Regions from separate parts of the Mus musculus genome. Here region 2 is linked to region 1. The links are chromatin contacts, called in public ChIA-PET maps. All regions are on one chromosome and are shown on one strand. Each heading gives the region's core, a stretch centred on a gene start, on an enhancer-like site or on the middle of the called end of the contact. The rest is flanking DNA. Distances are from core to core; before and after follow the strand shown. Region 1 holds the start of Nanp (N-acetylneuraminic acid phosphatase). Region 2 holds the start of Cst7 (cystatin F (leukocystatin)).

Evidence for each region. ChIA-PET counts read pairs in DNA pulled down with a chosen protein or histone mark.
Region 2: a contact with region 1 is called in an RNA polymerase II ChIA-PET map of memory CD8 T cells, with 38 read pairs. The contact joins the promoter of Cst7 here to the promoter of Nanp in region 1. A contact is called at or near these places in 8 of 39 promoter capture datasets (the 3T3-L1 cell line, the C10 cell line, the HPC-7 cell line and 4 more), 1 of 115 datasets of contacts at active chromatin or transcription factors (memory CD8 T cells) and 1 of 9 other capture datasets (liver).

The regions. Positions count from the first base shown.
Region 1 is chr2:151,038,073-151,041,317 of GRCm38.p6, forward strand. Nanp (N-acetylneuraminic acid phosphatase) reads right to left here and starts at 1,307. Exons shown (of 2, transcript NM_026086.2): 1 at 1,165-1,307. The coding sequence starts at 1,254.
Region 2 is chr2:150,568,800-150,571,698 of GRCm38.p6, forward strand. It overlaps Cst7 (cystatin F (leukocystatin)), which reads left to right and starts at 1,616. Exons shown (of 4, transcript NM_009977.3): 1 at 1,616-1,786. The coding sequence starts at 1,720.

The DNA.
Region 1 (3,245 bases), core at 57-2,556:
GTTGAGTGTGCCCTGTCTGCAGTCTGAGATAATGGAGGCAGAACACACGGAAGTATGTAACGTGTGAGGGTGTCACAATGCACGGGGCAATCGACAGCGTGGAAATCTTCAGTTAAGACTGATTCCAAGTGTGGGGAGAAGTAGCTCAGGGGAGAACCTGTCTCGGATGGCGAGGAGGTAGGCTCAAACCTCAGAACCAAGAAAATAACACACACACACGCACACGCACACGCACATGCACACCCCAATTCAAAATACCTAGTGACGTTGGCACTTTGGGAGCCACCTAACCACTTGGCAAGCCTATTGTATTCTTGTGGCAGAGACAGAAGCTACGTCCCAGTGAGTGGATTTGGAAATACAGAGAAGAGAGCCCTGATGGAGACAACGGGTGGCAATTTTCCTTAAAACATAGCTGTGCAGAAAAGCACAGTCCAAGAGAGATGTAGGGTTAAAAAATTTTAAAGACCGACACGAACAAACTGTGGGTGCAATGCAGCAAGAAATGTGGAAGGTTTAAGATCCAGATAAACAAAAAACTACCTGAAGACGCATAAGACCCTTAGTATTGAAAGGGCAGGCATTTTTTTGTAAGTGGGCTTTCCACATCTGATACTCCTTCGGTTTCTCCTTGAAGCTGAAGGCAGGGGATGGAAAGTAGGGGTGGGTTAAGAGCAGGACTGGAAAAGGAAGATGTCCGACAGCATCTGTAGCTATAGCTAGGAGGGTGCAGATCAGCAATGCCTCACTAAAAGACTGCCCCCTCAGCATTTTATGTGCCGAGGGTCTCAGCACCAGAAAGCCCGGAAGGCCACAGGGAGGCCTGCAGGGAAAAAAAAAATGCTATGATGTAGGTTAAGTCCAGGCCCGCCTCTCAGAGTTATATAACTTCCTGGGCCAAAGCCTTGTCTGAGCCTCTTCCCCAAAACCCACCGCAGCCCATCTCGCGCGGGGCTGCAGCAAGAGGAGGGCGAGGGGTCTCGTCCCGCGCCGTCCGAGCCCGGGTGACCGCAGGTGGCGGCGACTCTGCAGTCGTGGCAGTTCAGAGTCCAGCACCCGGCCCCACGCGCGGGAAAGAAGCTCCACGGGCACGCAGCGGGGGGACTGAGGGTGCGGAGCGGAGTGCTGGCCCGGCAGGGGAGGGCGACGGCGCGGGGACGTTACCTCCAACATGCCTCTCCTGCTCGCCCCGGCCGTGTCGATGAGTGTGTTGTCCAGGTCAAAGAAGACCGCGCGGACCCGACTCAGCCCCATAGCCTCGGCAACCCAAGCAGCGCGCGAGCCGCTTCTGCCGCGCCGCGCATGCGCAAGGCGGTCAGGAACACCTGGGCGGAGTCTCGGAGGTCACCTGACCCTTCCAAAGCTCCGGGGTCTCCGTGGCAAGATCGCGCGAGATTCGGACACTAAATTTTATAGGGTGCGCGTGCACGAGAGGTGGATGAGTGTTATCAAGGCTTACTGCTGTGTGTGGGTGGATGGTCCTCTCCGTTAATGGCTTGGTGGGCTTGCTTAGGGCTGAGAAGGACATCCGAGCCGTACTGGAGAAACTCTCCAGACCCTTGGCTGGCCTGTCTTTCTATGGTGACCGCACAGTCTCCATCAGGAGATGGGGCAGGAGAGTGTGCCCACCAACCTCGGAACCTAGCTGCCCGGTGACTTTAGCGCTTCACTTCTTGCCCACAGCCTTGTAGGAACTAGAGCCTTCATCTGAACATCCTTTGAAAGATGCTTAGAAGAACTGAAGAGAAATGGGAGTCTCTGCAGTGTCTGCCGAATGGTTGTTCTTAAAAATGTGTATTTGTGTTTCTGTGTACGTGAGTGCCTGCAGAGGACAGACGAGGTCGTCCTGGAGCTGCAGTTGCGGCGGCTGTGAGCTGCCCACTGTGGGTGCTGGGAACTTGGGTCCTCTACAAGAGCAGTATGAGTTCTTAACCAGTGAACCATTTCTCCAGCTCCTTTCCCTCCATCTTTACTCATTTTTCTGAAACTCTGCAGCCCAAGTCTTGTGTGCCTATTAATTGCATGGTTTTCTGTAATTTCTAGCAAGGAACCGAGACTGTCTGTTAAGAACCCCACAAGATAAGTAACAAGGTTTGCCTTCTGTTGGTTGAAATCAACCTCTAATCCTTTTTTATTGATGAAATTTGGAGTCACTTTCACTAACCTGGAACTTATTGGGTCAGCCAATGCCACAGACCTGGTTCTGAGCTTTCGAATTAGGATTGGTTCTTACATTGTAAGTTATTCAGAGAAAATGAGAAAGTATTTCATAACATGTGAGAATTGATTAAATTTAATTGTCTATAGTTTCAGTTTTTGTTGTTTGTTTGTTTGTTTTGAGACAGTGTCACATTGAGTAACTGATTGGCCTGGAGCTAGCTGTGTAGACCATGCTGGCCTCAAATTCAGAGTGATTTGCCTCCCTCTGTCTCCCAAGTGCTAGTTCTCCCAAGTACCACCACATCTGGCTTGAATTAACTTCAACTAAGATCTTTGTCTATACTTGAATGATACTGGCTCCAAGTGGCTTCTGTTCATAGTGAACTGTACCCTACCTGGGTAATATATACAAATTGTGAAAAAATGGCTGGGCCTCCAGCCAGTCAGGCCCAAACCGCCAAAACTATGTAAGGTAAAGGCTGACTTCAGCCAGTCATATTGTTCTTGTCTTTTCATTGGCTACAAATTTAACTTTGAGCTGTATTGTGTTCATAAGGAACTTGTTGGCCCACCTTTGCTTGGCTGTAAAACTTCCTGTGTTTTGAGATAAACTTAACTCCTTTTGGGTGTTTAATAATTGGAATGCAGCATCCTTGAGTCTATGTAGTATACTTCTGCTTTTGCCTGACAGTGACAGAGTTGTATAACTTGACTAAAGACTAAGATGCTTAGCTCTGTACAGAAAAAAAAAAAAAAAAAAAAAAAGCTCCCATAACCTGAGGTACACAAGTCACAGATGGGTTTCTGATGCTCAGTAGAAAGAGATGAATGGCAGACTACCTATAGTTTTTGTATTTTATGGAGCAGAGTCAGAGTTGATGACTTTCCCAAAAGTGTTCCTCCTTTAATAGACTACCCTCACCGATGCAGTGGTGGTGAAACAGTTGTGTGCACTTAGGCTAGCAGTCAGCCAAAATTATGAATGCAATATTTGTAATTGCTTTTTGTAGTTGTGTCAAATATCATAATAGATATACAATAAGCTTCTGATGGACACATGGATCTTAGAGACATGGGTCAGGTCT
Region 2 (2,899 bases), core at 366-2,865, 470 kb before region 1:
CACCACAGCTGACCTTAACTCATGCTCAGAACCCAGGATTAGCCCACTGAGGACACCACCTCTTTCACTGAGAATTCAGGCGCTCAATACCCCTGCTTCCCTGGAATCTTCCATTCCAACGTACAGGATCCCATTCTTTTGCAAGCAGTGTTCTCACTCCCAAAGCTTCCTGAAAAGCTGGACTTCAACGTCTCTCCGGATAACTGGAGGATGGGACTCTGCATTTTATTTTCAACAATCTCAAGAACTATACAAGATGAGGTTCTCCTTAGGGACTCCGCAGAAGCTTTCAGACTTTATGTAGCACAGAGGCGGGGAATTCAAATCCCTGAATTATCTTTGTACTGCACCACACTGGCCTGAAGACCAAGCAGCCAGCCTAGCTCCATCTCCTGCTCCCACCTAGACTACTGATGCTCTGGTTACTGCTAGAAATACAACACGTGGATTATGTTCTGACTCCCAACCTCTCAGTGGATGTTTGAAACTGAAGCGGGCACTACTCTATCCCATTTATACTGAAGACATTGTGTCCCAGACCCTAGCAGCCAAAAATAAGGATCCCAAGATCAAACAGGAAAGGACCATGGGGGGTTGTCATAACAGCTACTACTTACTGAATACTACCTGCAGCACCCAGAAACCTATTGGGACCTCAGATTACATAGTTTGTCCATGTCCCGCAGACCCTATCTGCCCTGTTTGGAATTTAGTAGGATCCAGCACAATTCACCTGGCTCAGACCCCCTCCACCGCTGCCCCGAGCATCCAGGATCTGACTATATCTGTATGTCAGGCAGCCTGGGAGGCCCATGTGTCTCCTGGGGGCAAGTAAGACCCCAGGCATCCTTCCACACTACCTTCCTAGCCTAGTTCTGAGAGACGAATATACCTCTCCACACTGAAGCCGATTACAGCTTGCTTTCCTCCTACCCTGAGCCTTTATGCAAAAGAAACTCCAATGTTTCACAAGTCCCCAGAGGTAACTGAGGTGCATGGGCTGTTCCTAGTCTAATGACAGCAAAGCCTAGATTCAGATTCAGATAACTGGGTATAGGTACCCACTCCAAACCATGGGCTGAAAGTAGAGGCATGGCCAGAATCAGACCTCTGTCTACGTAATTTCATCTCCTTAGAAGGCTTTGAGCCCAGAGTGGGCCATGATCAGTATCTCAGCTCTCACGGTGCTGAGCTCCTGTTTGAGGCACAGAAGCCACGTGCCAATGCTCCTCCCAAGGACTTTGGAAAGTATGAATAGCTTTCCTGCAGATAACCCCTCAGACCCGGACAGCATAGTTTCTTGTCTCTTGAAGGGGGCTATTCTGAATACTAGAATGCAGGAGGGGAGAGAGTCTATAAATGTAGAAGGACAGTCAAGTGACTACTTTTGAAAATCCCCTGGTTTCTTCACATCAGCATCCCCCGTGTGTGGTGAATGGTAGGAAACTGCCTCCTCCCACCCTGGGAAGGAGAGAGGGTGCTGCGCTCGTGGGTCTCACTTCTCTCCCCCTGCCTCCCCCTGCAAATGATCACAGCTTGGAAACTTCTTTAAAGGAAGTGGTTGCTCTTGTGGCCCCAAGTCCTGAAGATGAAGCGCTTCTGGTTAAAATGATTCAGCAAGAAACCACGCCCCACTGAAGCTACCCCACCATGCCCTGGTCCTGGAGCTGTACTTGCCGAGCACTTGGCCCACTACATGCTCCCTGCATTTCCCCAGCCATGTGGCTGGCCATTCTGCTTGCCCTCTGCTGCCTAACTTCTGACACCCATGGGGCACGCCCCCCAGGTAAGAGAAGGGTCATCTGGCCCCATCCCAGAGTACTGTTCTGACCACCTTCTAGTAGTAGAAGTATGGGGACCCTGGCCTGTTAGTCTTGCATCTTTCTTAGGACACTCTTGGAACCCTGAGAAAGACCCTGGCAAGGGGCTGGGGATCCTGGCAGCAGCTACTTCTAAGCAGAATAGACATCAGGGATCAAGCATAACAGCAGCCACAGGGATAAAGAGAACAACTTCTGTTCTCTTCTGTTCAAGGGCCTCACTCAGTCTATATCTGACAGCTTTACTTTTCTAACTGACTTTACTGCAGAGACCCCAGTAAGATAAGTATTGTGCAAGTCAGCATGCTAGTGGCCAGTGAGGGGTGGCAGTCGCCTGTGTTGGAAAGCTGAGATGCAACCAGGCTAGCTAACTTGCTAACCATCAGCCATGAGTGCCTGTTTCCCTACAGAGAGCTGGAAGATGTCTGCCCCAGCAAGCAGATTCAGCACATAGATAAAGTTTGAGGGCCCTGCCTCTAACTGACAAAAAAGCTGATAACTGACCATCTCCCAGTAGATGAAGACAGCGCTTATGCATAAGGCTTTTGTCATTCTTCCTCCTTAAAGCAGGCTGGGTCTGGTCACTGGGAGGCAGTGAAAGGGAATACCCAAGAGACACCAAGGACATAGAATCCCCCTTCACAGCAATTAGGTGCAAAGAAGTAAGTGTAGAGACACAGTAGGGCATAGCCTCCAAATCCAAGACCCAAGTAGATGCTGTGAATGGGGCACTGTGGAGACAGGGCAGTAATGGGTAGGGGAGCTTCTGTTCTGAGGATGAGGATGGACCACAGCAGCTCGGGGGGGGGGGGTCATTGGCAAAGAGGTAGTTAACTGGTAAAAGAGGAGACAGCACTAAGCACGGGCCAGGCCACAGACCTTGCCTCTCCATGCCCTGCTCCCTGTGGCCTTAGTGCTCACTAGGAGGCCCTTCCTGGCCTACCTACGATTCCTCTGCCCCAGTTGTCCAGAGAGAAGCTTGGGCAGAAGCTGGTGTTCATGCTGCAAAGCCCTCTTGGCCTATGTGAGAGATCTGGGGAAGACATTGGTACTGGCTATCTCACCGATCCTAGGGTTTC